Regions from separate parts of the Nothobranchius furzeri genome. Here region 2 is linked to region 1. A link is a contact called in public Micro-C data. All regions are on one chromosome and are shown on one strand. The core of a region is the stretch at or near the end of the contact, and the rest is flanking DNA. Distances in the headings are between cores, read along the strand shown.

Region 1 (4,700 bases), core at 420-2,919:
TGCTATATAAAATTCAGGCCATTTATCAGTGATAATTTCATGTTTAACGAATGTGACAAATGTGCTTCAGTAGCAAATTTCTATTTTTTTAAATGCAGTTTATCACCTGACACCTGAGCTTTCGTTTGAAGTGGTTTTAATTTCCTCTAAATGGGATTAGATTGAACTCTAAAACAGAAAAACAAGCTCTGCTTTTGAACATTTAGAAGTTCAAATCTTTAAAAGGTTATTAAAGTAAAAATAAATTAACCTTATTGCTTAAAATCTTGATTTGCAGCCCAAACCTGAAAACGTTTCAAACAGTTAGAAAAGTACAAATACAAGAAAGAAAAACAGCCCCCAGTAACACTCAAGGAGTAGAGCTTTAAAATGTCAAGTACTTTAGTCAGCTTTTATATCATAAAGAATATAAACAATAGACAGTTTAATATTGGAAGGCACATGTAGGGGGTCACAGGAGAATAACAGACATTTACAATCATTTTTTACAGTACAATTACAGCTATTAAATAAAAACATGCAACACAACTTGTTTGAAATATTTCAGTGTATTTCATTTAGTGTAATATTTATCTTTAATTTGCAGAAGAGGAATTTATTCTTAATTTTTTTTTCAAATGTTGGTCATCTGTTGTTTTTTATTCCTGTAAATAATCCACATGGTAAAGTTCTCATAATTGTTTTTATTTCACTGGAAACTGGGGAATTCTAACACATCTGACCATGATACGGAAAAATCATCCATACTATAGTGGAGTTTTAAAGGCCAAATTAGTGACATGTAATTCCCTCTGGGTTTTCCCAGAATCAAACTTTGGGAAAGTGAAAAAAGAGAAGATGTCTTTTCACTTTTGCCATTCTTCACATCACAGGTTGTTTCCAGGGCCTGGTTTGGAAATGTTTGTTTATAATCCACTCCTGACAGACCACAGATTAACATTTTTTGATATTTTATTTTCGTAAAAAATGTTTATTTCCTCATCACCACAGGGTGGCAGTACTGATCAGCTCAGATAATCATTTATTGTGTCTGTATTTAGTTTGTGTGTGTGTGTGTGTGTGTGTGTGTGTGTGTGTGTGTGTGTGTGTGTGTGTGTGTGTGTGTGTGTGTGTGTGTGTGTGTGTGTGTGTGTGTGTGTGTGTGTGTGTGTGTGTGTGTGTGTGTGTGTGTGAAGTCATAATTACTGCGTTGAACTGTAATTTGTAATACAAATACTGATGGGGGTTTAAAAAGGCAGAAATGTATGTTCAAGAGAAACATTCCTGTAATAGGGAAATGAAAATAACCACTGAGAAACTGAGACAAAAATACACACCAGAAAATCCTGTGACAGCTTTGAAAGTCTTGTGAATGAAGAGAAATCAAAGGTTTGCTGCATTCAGGTATGTGCTTCTGGAATGTCACAAAACTAAAAAAGAATCTGGACTCTCCAGATATCACAGAGAGGACTCATGGTTGTATCAGTATCAATGTTTCAGTCAAGAGAAGATGTTTCCACTGCCGCTTTGGTAGCGCAGTGTTTGTTTGTTTTGTGTTTGTTTAAAATGTGTTTTATATCTGCTTCAAACTGGAGCGATGTGATAAATGAGCCCATCCTTGTGGTAAACAGACATGAGTGAAACAGGATGTGAACACATAAACTATGCTGTCAAAAAAAAGGAACTAAGTAATATTCCATGAAGTAAAACAGCTCCCAGATCAACTGATGTGAATCAGCATGTAATCATTGCATCAGTCCAGAAATGCCCAAACCGGTTCTCGTTCATTTCCCTTTGTTCTAAGATCTAAAGACAAAACTAAACTTCCTGCATCTTTAACTTGACATACCTTAGTTTGTCATCAAGTTTGGCAAATGCCAAATAATGATCAGGCAATTTTAATTAACCACCCATTTGAACAGTTGTGTCCAACATTGTTGACACGCTACCGGCTGGTCTGAGAACAACTGAGACCAAAGCTTGTGGTTATCTACAGTTCTGGTAATCAGGGTTTATAGAGACATTCAATAATTTAATGGTCATCTGACAGCTGAGGACATGTTTTAGGAGCTGTTTTAAGATTGCAGTGATCAGCACTGTAGGATGTAAAGGCTATTTCTCCAAACAGAGGCTGTTCAGGACAAAAAAATAGATGGCAATAATTTATCAACAATAAATGAAACAATAATGTTTTCAGAAATAAAAACAAAACTTTTGTTTTATTTGTTCAATTGCAGTTTTTAGCACTCGTCTTCTTCTTCTTCATCATTATAATTTGGACACTTAAAGAGTTTTTCTTTCTTTCTTTCTTTCTTTCTTTCTTTCTGCATTTACATAAATAATTTCTAACAGGAAGTGAAGAAGCAAAGCCAAAAAAGCGTGTTACCATGTAAAGACATTTATAACAACTATTACTATGTTATACATTGTGAGTCACATTCGTTTATATTGAGCAGCAAGGAAGCATCAAGTGTTGGAAAAACAAGTGCGTTACAAATCTGCTACATGTGTCATGGCAGCAGCTTATGAACACTTTATGTGACGCAGAAGAAGAAGAAGAAATCCCACAGGAAGTGCTCGGGGTTGCCCCCAAAACATCTCTAACTTCAAGCATCACAAGTTTTCCATTTCTCTTTCTCATTCAGTAAAACAGGAAGTACTTTTGTGGTAGTTTCTTGTAACGCCACCTGGTGGTGCACATTAGCAGCTTTCATCATGAAAGCTGTGTGTGTGTGTGTGTGTGTGTGTGTGTGTGTGTGTGTGTGTGTGTGTGTGTGTGTGTGTGTGTGTGTGTGTGTGTGTGTGTGTGTGTGTGTGTGTGTGTGTGTGTGTGGTACGTGCATATGAAGGGAACAGAAAATCTTGTTTTGCACGAACTGCACACACTCCACGTTGTGTTTTCTAGAAAACACAGTCTGCCCATCTACATTTTTAACCTTGACTCAGCAGATCTCCAGGCTAGAAACGCACTTCAGAGAATAAACAAAATAATAATAGTATTAATAAGTTGGATTGATATAGCGTTTTTCCAGGCACTCGAACTTCTTTGCATAATTCACACACTCTTACATTCACACACTGCTGGTGATGGTAAGCTACTATGTAGCTACAGCCGCTCCGGAGTGACAGAGGCGAGGCTGCCATTTGCTCCACCGGCCCCTCTGACCACCACCAACACAGGCTGAAGTGTCTTGCCCAAGGACACAACAGCAGAAAACCCCTAGCGGGAGCTGGAATTGAGCCCTCAACCCTGCGATCATGAGGCAACCCTGCTCTACCTCCTGAGCTACTTCTGCCCCAAAAGACACAAAAGAAGAAAAAAAACAAAAACACTTGTCAGTGTCAGACCAAACAATTCTCCTCAGACCTGATGATCAGTATGATCTATATGTGATCCATCAAGTCCATCATGTCTGCTTTGACAGGCACACCTAGGGCTGCACAGTCACCTGTGGACAGAAATACCCTCATCCACGTTTTTAACACACAAAACCAGCTGTACATGTAAATGGGTTGTGATGCATAAAGGTCATAAAGCATATCTCAGATGTGGTGAAAGGTGACACTTCACAGAGGAACAGGTTAAAGGAGGATACGCTTTATCAGAGCAAGGTGTGGCTGCAGGGTAAAGGTGAATCGAATGATCGCATTTGCTTAGAGACCTGAAAGATAAAGTCATAAAAACTTTAAGATGCATCTACCAAATATTACCAAGTTCTATGTTTAGTTTTGCTTATATTTTTCATTTAAGCTGCTTTACAGAAAAAAATTCTAAACGTAGGTGTTTATAGCTATCGCTCCTATAAAGGGTGCATGGAAATGAGATTTTTTTAAATCTGGTTTTATGAGTTAAACAAGGTTAGAAGTCAAATGATTCAGACAAAGGACGTTCCGTTGTTCGTTGGACTTTGATGCCCGGGAGGGGCTTAGAGTAGAGCCGCTGTTCCTCCAGCATCAGCCCTCTCTCCTGCACGTGAGAGGTGGTTCTGGTCTGTTATCATAAAAAAGAATTTTTGTTATTTTTCAGGTGATTTTTTTTTGGCTCTAAATGGCCCCCAATCTTACATTGCATCAAATAAGTCACGCAAACAGAAACATTTTTACTCTGATGTTGTCGTAAACACCTATTGATGAGTACACGTGTTTGTTTGCTACATTAGTTTTGTACTGATCGGTACTGTACTGTCACCATGTTAAAGTGCACCATTTGTTCAAGTTCTTCAAAATAAAATGTCAACTCAGTAGTGGTTTGACCGTTTAAGAAGATAAACCACAGTTATTGAACTTCCTGGTGTCTGCTCGCGACATTTAAAGTACATATTGATTCGTGCTGAAAGTGGAGCACGAGGACCGTTTGGTTTCTTACACAACTTTTACGTGTGAAGGAGACGATTCGGCGCAGCTTAAAAACGTTGTTGTCATTTATCTGATTCTGCATCCTTCCTTTTTTTGTGAAATGGTAAACCACATGAGCTTCTGTCTTGTGTTTTTAGTCTTACTTTCACAGAAACTCACCTGTTGTCACTGCTTCTGCAGCAATACCACACAATCCGCCACAGTCTGCCTGCTGCTTCCTGAGAATTACTGGCCCTCCCTAACCGGAACACTGCATTTAACATTTGACACTGCAGTCAAATGATGCTCGGGATTCATTTATAGCCCAGGATTGTTTATTCAGGTCCAACTTGAGCAAATGAACCAACTCTCTATGACTGGAGCTT
Region 2 (4,521 bases), core at 38-2,537, 65 kb after region 1:
AAAGAGACAATGTGTAGTTTTTATTGTTTTTCTCTGGAAACATCCATCGAAACGTTGTTGAAAATGAATAAAACGATGTCCAGTTGTTGAAAAATATTGGCGGCTTTGTAACATATAACCATAAAAAGCAGGTCTAAAGGTCACAGGGTCTAGAGTCTTTGGGGGCATAGACGCCACGTTTCCTTCTGGCCAGCTCGGGGTCTTGCACCTGTCGATGACATCACACTAGATGTTTGACTGGATGTATGACTTACGCAGGTTACCACTTTCACAAACATTTAGGTAGTAAAACACAAATTTAATACCAAAACTCATAAACTCTTTCCAAAACACGTGAAAGAACAGAATATAAAAAAAAGATGCAGTACATTTTGGCCGAGCAGTATGACATCATTAGCAGGCGCAGATTCGGAAACTACAGCACCAGAAAACTACAATCGGCATTGCGTTATCTCAGAATTAACTGAAGGAGTCATGCCGAGGTTGCATGCTTTCTGCTCCACAGGTAACATTTACCATATTTATTTTAATCAAGTGACAGTCACGATCGATATGGTGCAAAACTACCCTGAAACGTATGTGCTGCCGCCTAGCGCTAGCAAACTACACGCTGCCACTTTAAAGTGTCTCACAAGCAGCTAAAGATGAAAACCAACTCCTGATTGTTTTTAAACTGGGTAATGCATGTTTACTTTATGCATAAGTAATAATCATTATTGGCACATGCATATCCAATGCACCCAGATGGCTACCGAATACGGACTCCAAAGAAGCTAGTTAGCATAGATACAGTTTTTGGCGTAACTGCAGCAAAGCAGATGCAACGTATCAAGTAAGATTAACAAATTTGCACATTTTTATGTACTTATATTTATGCAGCAGAACACAGAATGAGGGTCACAATTCAGTTAAAAACTCATAAAGCTCACAACACTCAAAAGAAGTCTTTAACTCTGAAAATGAGCTTCAGAAACTTGTGACAGTTTGTTCTTGGCTGCTGAGTCGTGGACTTTTAAAGTTTGTTTCCCTTCTGCTGCAGACCCAAAAACGTAACCCTATCTTTACATATCAGGGTCATGTTTCTCAGTATTCTGGGGCTTCTAACAACTAGCAGCGCTTAGATTACCACAGAGGAAGATTAACTTGTGCGTCAGCTGATTTCCCAGAAACGTTGCCTTAAAAAAAAAAAAAAAAAAAAAGGGGGGGGGGGGGGGCGAGTTGTTGCTACAGGGAAGTAGAGCGGCTCTCAGCCAATAGGGTGAAAGGCAGATCCTCCAATCTCAAGTTACATGGTTGGTGGTTGGTAGAAAAGCTGCTTTCAAATGAAGCAATCAAAATGACTCATTTAGTTATGAAACTTCTCTTTAAAATCACCCACATATGCATCTAGACACACTTCCCTGCCAGGATCACCAGGAAGTTAGAAACTTTGTAAATACAATGTCCACATACTCCAGTGTGTGGTGAAGTCTGAGTTTAGTGTTTAAAATTGTTTTTCAGTTTTATGGTTCTCCTCAGATCACCTGTGCCCATCGATACTCAAATGTTTGAAGACAATAGTTTCAAAACCACTCCTTAGAGCCAACCCTGCCCAGGAATGAACTGCTGGAAGATTTCTTCGGTGCTTTCAGTTTGCAGCTGCATAAAGCAGACGCAGCTCTCCCACAACAAACCACTGCTGCTGGAAAATATGACACGATAAACTAGTTCACTGGAGAACTTTTTCACCAGAACTGATTCATGCACTTTCAAGGTGAGGTTGGTTATGAGCTCCCCCAGCTCTGTATACTGGTGGGGATTTGCACATAAATGAACTGTGCAAAACATGTTTTCCCTTCCTAGTCATGCAAATCACTTCAAGTACTACTAAAACCTTAAAAACACATAAAATTAAGCTTTAGGAGGTTTTCTGGCAGAATTATTTTGCATTTTCACCTCCAAGATGCTGCAGCCGAGTTTGCAAACAGCCTGCTCTGTTAGACTGTCTCCACTCCCTAAAGCACAACAGCCCATTTCTCACAATGAACTACTCCCAGGTAACTAGGGTGGTGGCCAACTTCATTAACCTGAGGAGGTCTGCTGTGGATTGTCTCCATGGCAACTTCTTACATTTCCTCTCTAGACCTTGATGAAATATGTTTGCTCTGTAACCCCAGACTACAGCAGGAGTTGAACAAACAAGGGCGAAGCCACAGATAAAGGATTTCCTCCATTTGAAGATTGATACGGTCCTGGCAGAGATAAGGACCTCCAACAGGTCCAAGTAAAAAAATGAGGATAGGAGTATTTTATAGTTCTATTGTCCCTGCACCCAATCAAATGCATGTTTTTGTGACTTGAGTCACCAGGTCCTAGGTAGATGTCAGCCAAGACAGGAAACTCTACATGAGTCTAGCTGGTGCAACAGCTTTGCAGAGATGTCAACACTGCAACTTTGAAAAACAGCTGCAGCTTAGCACATTTTTAGGTAGAGGCGCTAGTCTCAAATTTCTAGGAAATGGCAGCCAGTGCTGTATTGGAAATGTGGTGTTAAAAAAAAAAATCCACCACAGCAATATAGGAGGCAGATGTAATCCGTCTTTGTTTGCAATTTTCATTTTACCCAGAGAGACACATCAGTTTGAACCCCTGCTCTATTCTTGTGGCTCACTCCTGAATCTAAACTATTGCTCATTGTTATGAGGCAATTTATTCTCAAACACAATTGACTTCAATTAGTAAGGAGCCAGTTCTTTATTTGTCCAGGAGTTATTTTAACCTCTTGTTACACAAAGTCCAAACGCCCAGAAGTGTCCAGGTCTTTCTGGAGGAAGGGAGGGGAAAAAAAAAAAAAAAAAAGTCCAGCAAGTTGCATATGTGCAAAAATCCAATTATGATATCAAGTATAGAAACTCCACATCTTTAGTTTCCGGTCATTCAGGCATCAATATGAAGGTATTGAGGGAACTGTCTGAAAACTGGTGTCATGCCTGCAACAACTTAAAATAAAAAAAATATATCCCTCAAGTTAACATGGCACATGATCTGTAACAAAACAGCCTACCTACATAAGAACGAGCAATCGTGAGTGAAAAAAAAAAAAAAAACCTGATTAATAGAGCAATTTCAAGGCTTCACATATTTACATTTTACATTTATTTAAAAAATAAATCTGTTTTAATTAAATACAACATGTTACAAGGGAGGCTGGAGAAGATGCCCACAAAAAAAGTTTTGCTTCTTTTCCTTCTTCCATCCAAACAAAAGCAGGATATGATGAAATTACAACAAAGAGTCCATAAAGAAGTCTCTGAGTCCATCAGATTCACCTGATCAGCAGGGCTAGAGTCGCCCCCATGCCTGCTACCCCAGCTATGGCCATCAGTGTGTTCCTGACTGTTGACTCTGGGTCTGTTACACGAAAGAACTCCACAAAGCCTTGCTGTAAAAGCAATTAAGAGAGAAAATGCACATTAGAAAGAGATCTGAGGTCCACCAACAGAACAAACCAGACTATGAGGAGACCAAGGGCAGTTACGTAACCCTGGAATGTTTCCACGTCCTGTCTCTCAGCTAGAACTCACCCATGAGTTGTTTCTGAGCAGAAAGTCTCTCTGTTGAGACAACAGGTAGGTTGAAACCTCATGGCTGACTAGCTCTACGTTGTTTTGCCTCCCGTTGTCCTTCTGGTACTGGGCCACCACCGCCCCGAAGGCCAGCAGGCTCACGATCCGACCCCAGTTGGTGATCCCGTCTGAAAACATGTTTTCTGCCACTTTGCTGATGAACGTCAGGTCATCGGAAGTGCATTTCGCAGCCATACCTGGAAAAATACAATTTTACGTCAGAAATCCGCCATTGTTTAAGCAGCCACACCGTACTTCCGCTTATTAAATTAGTTTTATTTCAAAGATTCATCTTTTTCTTACGTTAAACTAGCTTAAACCATTAGCTCCGTTAGGGCGAAGCTAGCCCTAGTCCACACACAGCGAATACCCACCTTTGTAAGCGTATCTGTGTTTTTCCAAAATGTCGTTCACCACTCTTTTCATTGTCGATAGCTCTCTGCTATCGCGCCACTGAGGCTTTAACTGTCCAGTAAACTCCATAAAAAAGCGGTTGATTAGTTGTCTGGTGTCGTTCGCCAGCGCCTCATCTCCGGCATGACCGCTGGGGACCTCGGTCTCGCTGCCTGCGTGAAACTCCGGGGTGCACGGCAGAGAGCCGTCCTCCTCCTCGTGGCTGAAGCGTTTAGCAGCAAATCCATTGTGCGGAGACACTTCCAGGTTGCTCGGGCGTTTGGGGCCGTCACCGGACTCTACGTTCCCATTAGCAGAGTCTAACGTGGCGCCAGTTGCGATGTGAGGAGGGGAATCTCCCGGTCCGTAGTGTAATGGTCCATCCACGACTCCATTTTGAGAGAAAAGACAGCCAAAGACAGAGCTGGGGGTTTTCCGTTGAAGCATTTTTGATTAAACTAAAAACACGCCGATTACAAAAAAATAGTGAAAGTTAAATTTGCTGCTAGCTAATTTCTTAAAA

What was found. Hi-C and Micro-C count contacts between places; a contact is called where the count stands out from the background.
Region 2: a contact with region 1 is called in a Micro-C map of tail fin, with 8 times the contacts expected there. The contact joins two enhancer-like sites. A contact is called at or near these places in 2 of 2 Hi-C or Micro-C datasets (skeletal muscle and tail fin).

The regions. Positions count from the first base shown.
Region 1 is chr5:65,805,877-65,810,576 of NfurGRZ-RIMD1, forward strand. No RefSeq gene overlaps it. Among protein-coding and RNA genes, the nearest start is that of tmod4, 5.6 kb to the left of the region's middle. Within about 2 kb of position 1,670, at least 1 of the 3 cell types and tissues checked has an H3K27ac peak or open chromatin away from gene starts, as enhancers often do. A contact at or near this core is called in tail fin, where this site is marked.
Region 2 is chr5:65,871,649-65,876,169 of NfurGRZ-RIMD1, forward strand. mcl1b (MCL1 apoptosis regulator, BCL2 family member b) reads right to left here. Exons shown (of 3, transcript XM_015949882.3): 1 at 3,980-4,521; 2 at 3,564-3,802; 3 at 2,719-3,421. The coding sequence starts at 4,445. The coding sequence ends at 3,305. Among protein-coding and RNA genes, the nearest start is that of mcl1b, 2.3 kb to the right of the region's middle. Within about 2 kb of position 1,288, at least 1 of the 3 cell types and tissues checked has an H3K27ac peak or open chromatin away from gene starts, as enhancers often do. A contact at or near this core is called in tail fin, where this site is marked.